Regions from separate parts of the Sus scrofa genome. Here all the other regions are linked to region 3. A link is a contact called in public Hi-C and promoter capture Hi-C data. All regions are on one chromosome and are shown on one strand. The core of a region is the stretch at or near the end of the contact, and the rest is flanking DNA. Distances in the headings are between cores, read along the strand shown.

The links. Promoter capture Hi-C pulls out the DNA fragments that hold promoters and counts their contacts. Hi-C and Micro-C count contacts between places; a contact is called where the count stands out from the background.
Region 1: a contact with region 3 is called in a Hi-C map of skeletal muscle, with 3 times the contacts expected there. The contact joins the enhancer-like site here to the promoter of HMGB1 in region 3. A contact is called at or near these places in 7 of 47 Hi-C or Micro-C datasets (alveolar macrophages, embryonic fibroblasts, epiblast stem cells and 4 more) and 2 of 2 datasets of contacts at active chromatin or transcription factors (alveolar macrophages and skeletal muscle).
Region 2: a promoter capture Hi-C map of fetal liver shows a contact between it and region 3, with 4 times the contacts expected there. The contact joins the promoter of USPL1 here to the promoter of HMGB1 in region 3. A contact is called at or near these places in 3 of 5 promoter capture datasets (fetal liver, fetal skeletal muscle and liver), 14 of 47 Hi-C or Micro-C datasets (adipocytes, embryonic fibroblasts, fetal skeletal muscle and 9 more) and 2 of 2 datasets of contacts at active chromatin or transcription factors (alveolar macrophages and skeletal muscle).

The regions. Positions count from the first base shown.
Region 1 is chr11:7,109,280-7,112,258 of Sscrofa11.1, forward strand. LOC110255292 (a long non-coding RNA gene) reads right to left here. Exons shown (of 3, transcript XR_002336643.1): 2 at 364-445. Among named protein-coding and RNA genes, the nearest start is that of KATNAL1, 47 kb to the left of the region's middle. Within about 2 kb of position 1,627, at least 32 of the 83 cell types and tissues checked have an H3K27ac peak or open chromatin away from gene starts, as enhancers often do. A contact at or near this core is called in retroperitoneal adipose tissue and skeletal muscle, where this site is marked.
Region 2 is chr11:7,319,509-7,322,439 of Sscrofa11.1, forward strand. It overlaps USPL1 (SUMO-specific isopeptidase USPL1), which reads left to right and starts at 1,679. Exons shown (of 9, transcript XM_021065545.1): 1 at 1,679-1,856. It also overlaps a transcript of HMGB1 not described here.
Region 3 is chr11:7,198,112-7,201,165 of Sscrofa11.1, forward strand. It overlaps HMGB1 (high mobility group box 1), which reads right to left and starts at 1,412. Exons shown (of 4, transcript NM_001004034.1): 1 at 1,255-1,412; 2 at 899-1,044; 3 at 231-405. The coding sequence starts at 1,404.

The DNA of each region.
Region 1 (2,979 bases), core at 377-2,876, 89 kb before region 3:
CAGGACCATCCAGAAAGATGTCCCCAGAGGGAGACGCAACTGAGATCCCAACATGTTCTCCTGTTGAGGAGAGTCTGAGGCGAGTCACTCATAAACACCCAAAGAACCACACAATTAAAACAGGATCAAGTCCAGGGTTGGGGGGGCAGGGGGAGGAGGAGACATTCAAGGGCAAAAACGTAATTACAGTGCACCATGCGCACGGCCAAATGATGCAAATACAGATCCGTGATTTCATCCCAACTGGGATGGCCCATCATTTATAATATTCCAACATGCACGCTCCTCTCACATTTTAACATCCTGAAAGTCGGGCTGCCTCTTGCCGTCAGTGTGATAAGGAAGTACCGTTTCGTAGTTTACCTGGAAGCATGTCGTTTCTTTTGTAGTGACACGTAAATGATGGTGTATCTTCCGACAGGCGGCATCGAAGCTGGAAGGGAATCTGTGGGGAAGGGAGGGAAAGGTGTGGACGCCCGCGTGCAGGACGGGGACGAACGCTAAGCCCTCGTCCCAGTGAGAAGTCAGCGGAAGATTTCTCACATTATCAAAGTAGAAAAGCAGCTTTGTAAACAGGTTTTTCAGTATGACGGCTGCAAATTCCAGGAGTACAACCAAAACCACAGCCAGCGGTTGACTCTGGGAGTGGAACCTGGAGGTCAGGAGGCACTGGGCTGTGACGTTTATAAGCCTCATAAACATGTGAATTTTTAAACAATATATAGGTATTAGAAGTAAAAGTAATATGCATGGAAATGAGAATAATAAAATGCAGCGCCCGTCCAGTCTCGCCAGAAGACTGTGAAAATGAAAAGGGGACTTTATGGCCTCCTCCTTCAGGACAAGGCATCTAGCCGCCCTGCTCGCTGTCCCAGGCCGGTCTTGGGAAGTGAGGCTCCCCGGCCTCTGGCACATGGCCTCACCGCCACCGCTGGCCTCCCATCCCTTGAAACTCCGCTGCCTGATTTTTCACTCTCTAGGGGACCAGACAGCTGGTCTTAGGGCAGGTGGAAACTGCATAGGGCACGTTTTTCAAATACTGGAGCTCCCTAGAGCCCTTGAGAATGAGAAAGGAAGCTGGTGGCTTGGCAGGTGCGGAGGCCCTTCTCGCAGACATCTGTCGGTGGTGCTGGGAGCCCAGGCCCCTCCTCTTTACGGAGGAAGAGCCCTGGCTTCCGGATGGGATGAGGCACCGGCCTGTGCCAGCTGCATGGCATCCTGGGTGAGAAAACAAGAGGAAGACTGCTCCTGGCAGAGCACGAGCTACCTGCTCCTCACATGTCAGACCTCCGCCCGAGCCCCTGCAGGCCAGGAGGCACCCACTGCTCCCGGGGGACATCCGGGCACTGCCCGCTCTGCCCCGGGCGGGGGGAGAACAAACACCTGCAGTTCTGCCCGTGAACTGGGTGAGGCTCTGCTGCCGAGCGATTGGGAATCAGCATCCAGGGAGTTTGAGGCGACGAGGACGGCAGCTCTCGCCCGCATGCCACTTGCTGTGAAACGCCGCAGCCGCACCCCGCGTTCGTGTGGAAACACTTCACACCGGTTGGTAAACAGCCACAGCCCGGCCCCTCCCCTCGGTCCCCCACACCTCCCACCACCCTGCAACCAAAGGGGAACATACGGCCCAGCAGGGGGCCTCCAGGAGCTGGCACACGGAGGCCCCACCGCGGGTGACAGCCCTGATTGGTCAGGCTTGCTTGTTAAATATGTCAAGTATCACTGCCAGCGCCTAGATCAGTGAGAGACCGGAAAGCCCACTTCCCGCAGTAAGCCCTCCACCTTCCTCTCCCGCCTCCCTTCTCCCGGCCCAGCGTTTACAACACCAGAGTCTTCTGGAGTAAAAAGGTCTTTTTCTATGGACAAGAAGAGAAGCCCCTTTTTTTCATTCCCTGGGGGCCCCTGATGCTCCAGACTGCAAGGAAATTTTCCTATGTGCCTCTTCCTCCTGCTTCCCTAACTTGTTTATCCTGATGAAATTAGGTTACAATGGCCAGGGCGAGCGGCCTAAAAGGGGAAAATAAAGTTAGCGGAGTCCAACGCGCGGCCTCGGCGCGGGCTGGCTGGGAGGCCTGGGGGGGACATGTGCTTTCCCGGCTGCCAGGGACCCTCTTCCCTCCCCCTCAGGTGCCACTTCCCGTTCCCAGCCCCTGCAGGAGAGGGATCCCCTGGGCCCTGTGCAGGGGCCCTGGCACAGCCTGAGGATTTCCGCAGGGATACCTGGTCCTCCGATGCAGCCAAGGAGGGGTGGGGAGGGGCGCTCTCTCCCCGCAGTGGAAGTTTTACTGCTCTCTTACCCTTGGGTGGAGGCCGGCTCAGGCCTTCCCAGCTCTGCCAGGTCACTGAGGACCCTACCCAGGGGCACCCCACACATGACCTCGGCCCTCACAGATGCGCACTGTGACCTGGAGACCAGTCCAGTGTGTTTCCTGGGTCTCCACTGAAAACCTATTCAAGGAGTTCTCCTGTGGCACAGTGGGTTAGGGATCCAGCATTGCCACTGCAGTGGCTTGGGATGCTGCTGTGGCCCGGGTTTGATCCCTGGCCTGAGGAACTTCTGTATGCCGTGGATGCAGCCAAAACAAAGGAAAAAAAACTTTCTCAGTCTGTCAAAATTATGACTTGGGACAATTTAGCAAATGGTCTCTTCGGTTTGGGTTTTGTTTTGCTTGTTTTTTGGTTTGTTTTTACGTGACATCAAAGGCAGACTGCAGAGCGGAAGGGGTCCACCAGGAAGGACCTAGAGGGACCAATGCAAATTCTGCTCTTCTGACCGAGACCTCCTCTTCCAGAAATGCCTACCCCCAAAGGCCGTAAGGAGGGTAAAGGTGCAGCCAAATCAATGAATAACGTACACAATTTTTTAAAAAAGTTAATTTTTGTTGCTTCTGTTGATTTGTAGAAGTTCTTTATATATTCTGTATATTAATCTGTTATCAGACACATGATTTGCAAATATTTTTCTCCCATTCTGTAGGT
Region 2 (2,931 bases), core at 429-2,928, 120 kb after region 3:
TACTATACATATTTTTTCCCTAGCAAAATAATCAAATTTGCACAAAAAGATTACAAATAAACTTTGCAGACAACAATGTTTGATATAATTCAGTTTGGTGATGTTGATTTTCCTCTTTAAAATTTTAGGTTAATTTTGACGGAATCAATTATTTTGTTCAATGGAATAAACATTCGGCAAATGTTTTTATTACAAAATAGAGTGTATTCTATTCTAAAAATGGAAATAGCAATGTTGAAAGAGAAAAATCTGGGTCTTCGCTACTATTTCAGGACGAAATGCTACATTCTCATATTTTCATCATAATTCATCAAAATAAAAAACCTAATTAGCAAGATCTTACAACAAATATACCAGCACATTAGTAATCTAGTACAACAAAAAGGTAAACAAAAGCTATTTTTCAGTCTAGCGAAAAACAAAACAAACTCCCTGTTGGATTTCTTGGCTATCTGCATTCAGAAGTACGGAAAACTGAACTCCTCAGTGAAGAATTCCTTGGTACACGGGACCTACTTCCTCTACCCTATCAAAATTTTCAGCAGTATTCCAGAATATAACGATTTAGTTTGGGACCAATAATAAAAAAGCCCCATAGTCCAAAATGCCAATAGTGGTTCTTCTGTACTGAAACGGTCAGAAACTACATATTGTTATTCCTGGACACAGAACCAATCGAGCGAAGGACTTCTGGAATATGCTGCCCGCAAGATTCAGAATGCAGACTCAGAAATAGCACACGAGATCACGATGTCCCCTAAGCCACATGACCTTCCTATGAAAGCAGAGCCTTAAACTTATAGACTACACGACAACTCCCCCTTTCCCTGAGTTAAAACAAGGCAGGGCAGCTGACAAGAGTGCAGCAGGGACCCTCCGGCTACTGATAAGTAAGAAAGGGTCCTGGCGCTCAAAGTCCCTGCGCTTTGGCTACTCCCCTTACCGTTAGAAGATCTGGGAGGGAGCAAAGGAGGAGAAACACCCAGAATCCTGGTGGAAAAGCCCCTGGCCTCGCAGATGGGGTTTAGGGAGACAGGGAGGGGCAGCTCCGTGTGTGGTGACCCTTTGTGAACACGCAATGTGGCAGCTCGGCTCCCACTGAGGCTTTAGGAGAGCGAACTACGGGGGCCTTGCGCAGCCCGCCGTCGAGGAGACCTCGTTGCTGCAGGGGGGCGCCGGCCAAGAGCCTCCATCACACCCTCCGCCTGCTGGGTAGCCCTTCCTCCTCGCCCGCCCGGCCACCCACCCAAGTCACTCAAGGGCGCATCAGCTTCCGACCCGGGCTCGCATCGCTAGTGCGCAACGGGACGCGCGCCTGCCTCTTAGCGTAATCCCTCCGCTGCCGGCTGCGCACTAGTTTTAATCACGCCCCACCCCCTGGTCGCTGGCGTCACCTCCACCACTCAAGCGCTTTCCATCAGCTTCCAGAAATGTCGCCTCCCCAAACCCAGCCACTCACAGAAGGCGGACTCTGCAGGCACCGGCCCCGCCCCTGAAGCTGCGGCTGCGGCTGCCAGCCGGGTGATTAAGGTATTAGGGTAGAGTTACAGCCCCGCCTCTCTGCGGAGGCCGGCCGGAAGTGTTCCGTTCCTCATCCTCCCCGCCACACTTACGTCCTTCCAGGCCCCGCGCGGAGCAGGAAGGGGAACTTTTTAGCGGCGGACTCTAGCCGGAAGCTGCTTTCCTAGCGGAGGGGCCGGTGGGGGAGGAGCAGGCAGGGTGGAACGTGGGTTGAACGTTGCACTCGTGGTGTGGAGCTCAGGCTGGAACAGGAGTTTGGAGGAAGCTGGTACGAAGAAGTGGAGAGTCCGCTGAGGATAAAAGAGCAGACGGAATAGTTTCCTTCGGCTGCCGAAGTAAGGAAAAGGGACAGAGCTGGGCGACCCATGGGATAGTCGGCTCGCCGAAAGGATGGGCTAAGCTGGGAGGGGGAAAGGGTGGGACTAGGTTTTGGTGGGAAGGTTTGGTGATTAAGGTATTAGGGTAGAGTTACAGATACGTTTGCACTCAAGAGAGGTAAAAACTGAAGAGAAACCAGAGGTCCCCCCCCTCCCCCGCCCCAAAGAGCATGGAGATGGGGAGAGTTAACAGAACCTTGCGCCTCCTCGGGTTTCCAAGATTGGGTTTCGAAACTGTCGTCTGTTAGTCTGTGATTCAGGACTGCTGGGTTGGGTACCAAATAGGTCTGGGCGGCGAAAGCCGACCCCATTCCTCGGTTTCAAGTCTGTTGTGGCCTCACCTTTGACAGTTCGTTTGCTGAGCCCACCTGGTCTTGGAGGGAAAGCTTCGAACAGACGGTTCTCTGGGTTTCCCCATTTTGCACACGGGCTGTGAGTTAAGCTTAATTGCTTCTTTCACTATCCCCAGGGCCAGATTTACACTTTCGTTGTGCTGTGACTGGGTCCATACTGGTCTAGTAATTCACACGCAGGCTTCTGGAGCATAGTCGAAGTAATGAAGCGGGGAGAGGTCAGGAAAAAGATGCTGGAGGTGAAATGGAGTAGAGGAGAAGACTGGAAAGCCATTGGTGTCAGTTCAGTGAGCTTTAGGTCATAGCACTACCTTTAGGTTGTACTGAGCTGTTTGGATTTTCCCATGATCAGAGTGAAGTCAGTAGATGGTTTTAAGCTGAGCAGCAGCAGACTCCAGACTTGTTTTATAGAAGCATCACTTTGGCAGTGATACAGAGTGAGGATGGGATGGAAAGAGAGGTGGAGATTTGAGATGCTTCCAAAGAACTATCCATAGAATTTGATGTTTTTCACTAAATGATGAAGAGGGAAATGAAAGAGTAAAGAACCGCTCAAATTTTCTAGTATGCGTGTTTGTAAGAATGGAGGTGCCAAAGTATATATGAGAGAGAAGGAGAGGAGCAGGTGATTTTTGAAGAGAGGACAACGAAAGCAGTCATTTAAGGCCAAATAAAGTTGT
Region 3 (3,054 bases), core at 162-2,661:
CAAACAACATTAATAACATATTTGACCTTCTATATTCTTTGAAAGATGGAAAGGGACTTAAGACCACAGCCAATGGCATACTGAACAACTGTTACACTAAAAACTGCATCACACCTCAAACTCTTAGAAACCATAAAACAGGAAATTAAGATTAAGTATCAAGTGTAGTCATTCATCTAACATCTGGCATACCCTTTCAGGACTACACCAAGCAAATCCATACTTCCTACCTTTTCGTACTTCTCCTTCAGCTTAGCAGCCTTCTTTTCATAAGGCTGCTTGTCATCTGCAGCGGTGTTATTCCACATCTCTCCCAGTTTCTTTGCAACATCACCAATGGATAGGCCAGGATGCTCTCCTTTGATTTTTGGACGATACTCAGAACAAAACAAGAAAAAGGCCGAACTAAAAAGAGAAATTCAATTTTAAAACTACGAGTTTCAAACAAGTACATTGTATTGCTATGTAGAAGTTGCTTCTAATTTTTTACCATGCATTTGACAGGGTACAAATATCATAACAGGTTAAATACACCTCATAACCAAAGCTTAATTACATAATTAACTTATGATACTAAGTGAACATATACTATTGATTATTGCTAAGAGTTCCAAAAGAACATTCTGAACATTATTTCAGTTGGATATTCCTCAAGAAATAAAAGAATGAGACCAGAATTACATTCAGATATATTGGGTGAAGAAAGCCAGTATCTAATTGCACTACTCTGGCTAAAACGGGCCATCCAAGTTTTATTTACAGTATTTAAATATACCAATAAGAAAATATCAGCTACGAAACTCTCATTACAGGCTCCAAATCCACAAGGTGACTTGCTAAATTTGTCTGATTCTACCACACAACGCTTCTTGAAAATAAAAACAGGCAAGTTACTTACGGAGGCCTCTTGGGTGCATTGGGATCCTTGAACTTCTTTTTTGTCTCCCCTTTAGGAGGTATGTAAGTTTTCATTTCTCTTTCATAACGGGCCTTGTCCGCCTTTGCCATGTCTTCAAATTTTCCTTTCTCTTTAGCAGACATGGTCTACAGAAAAAACAAATTGGTAAACTTAAGTTGATAATGAAATTTTAATAAAATGTCCTAAGTATTAAAATGAATTAAACCAGTGTCCTTGACTATTTAGTAGCCTGCTCTATCACCACTGGCATTATGCAAATTGTACTGAGGCTTTTAAAAAAAAATTCCAGTTAGACTTCACTCTTTATTACCTTAGTTGGTCTTAAGCCCTCTTACCTTCCACCTTTCTGAGCACTTCTTAGAAAACTCTGAGAAGTTGACTGAAGCATCTGGGTGCTTCTTCTTATGCTCCTCCCGGCAAGTTTGCACAAAGAATGCATATGATGACATTTTGCCTCTTGGCTTCTTAGGATCTCCTTTGCCCATGTTTAATTATTTTTCTAAAAAAAAATTTAAATATTGGTGTTAAGAATGAAATTTATGGTACCTAAGAGCATTTTCACTTGGGGAGTGAATGAAAAAAAAGCAAGGCACTGGTTATTTAATACAGCAATGGCATTAACCCCTCATAATATCAAGCAAGAAAATGGCAGTGATAGCCAATTCCTAGAAAAGGCCACACCAAGCAAAAAACGGTTCTTCAGTGTGATCTGAAAAAAAGTATAGACACAAGGGTATACTCATACAGCATTTATTACTTGTCTGCCTAAATCTGTTCTGGACGAATACCCAACCAGTCACTAAAAAAAAAAATTTAAAGGTAAAAAAACGATTTTAAAAATCAAACAAAACTGAAGGTCAGAAAAGTAATGCTTCCGATACATGGATCTGCACCACGTAAGGAATAAATAGGTAAGAGCCAACGTGAGTAGACCTTTCCAAATCACGGGCCAAAATCACCGCCCATCTAAAGTTTTCCCAAGGATTACTTTAAAATATTCTCTGGCACAAAACTTTGCTAGGAGGAGGGAGCAAGGGGAAGCTCCGGCGCTCGGACCCAGGCTGGGGGTGGCGGTGCTATTTGCGCGGCTGCCACCGCCAGGCAGCTTCCTATCGCTTTGGCCCCGAGATGTATTTCAGTTCTGACTAAACACGTCCGGTCTGAAGTTTCTTCGAGTAAACAAGGATGAGGGACAAAAGCCACTCCTGCTCACAGCTCGCTCCCCCCCCACCACCAGGGGAGTGTTTTTTTAAAGCCGTGAAAGTTGGGGCGCGCGCGGGGCGGGCTCTGCACACCTTCCCGCCACTGGGGCCCCCCGCCCGCCAACTTCGGGGCAGCGAGGGGAGGCCGCCCGGGGCGGCGGGGCCTCGGCCCGGCCTCCAGGCCGGCGCCGCGCGCGGGGCCGCCACGTGCGCCCGCCCGCCTCCCCGCGCAGGCCCGCCGGCCTCCCCCATTTTGTCAGCTCGGCGGAGGGAGCAGCCCCGCTCGAAATGGGGGCTGGCTCCGCCCGCGGCCGCCGGGCCCGGCGCGCACGGAATGGCCGCTGCGCGTCTTCCCCGCCTGCGCCGCCGCCGCCGCCGCGAGGGCGAGCGCGAGCGAGAATATGGCTCCTTCCCTTTGTGTGTGTGTGTGTATGTGTGTGAGCGTGTGAGTGTGTGTGTGAGTGCGAGCAGGCGGGCGGGGTGCGCGCCGCGCTCTGGCGCACACACTCGGCCATGACGGCCGGGGGGAGGGGCGGGGGGCGCGCGCCGGACCCTCCCCCTCCCCCCGTCGCGGGGGGGGGGGCGCCCCGGGAGGCGCCCCCGACCCGCCGCTCCCCGTCTCCCTCCGCGCGGCCCGCGCGGCCCGCCGCCCCCGCACGGAGGACGCGGGGCTGCGAGAAGAGGAAAAAAAAAGTTGCCTCGGAACTGCTGCGCCCAGCTCCCCCGCCCGCCCGCCGCCTTGTTTTCTCTCCAGCCAGCAGCGCCGGGCCGAGTCAGCCATGTTCCAGCGAGCGCCGCGGCGCCGCTCCCCCCGCCGCCGGGCCGCCGCGCCCGGGCTCGGGCTCGGGCTCCGGCTCGAGCCGGCGGGCCCGGCCCCACGCCGCCACCCCCGGCCCCGGCCCCGGCCCGCGCCGCCACCGCCCGCAGCGCCCG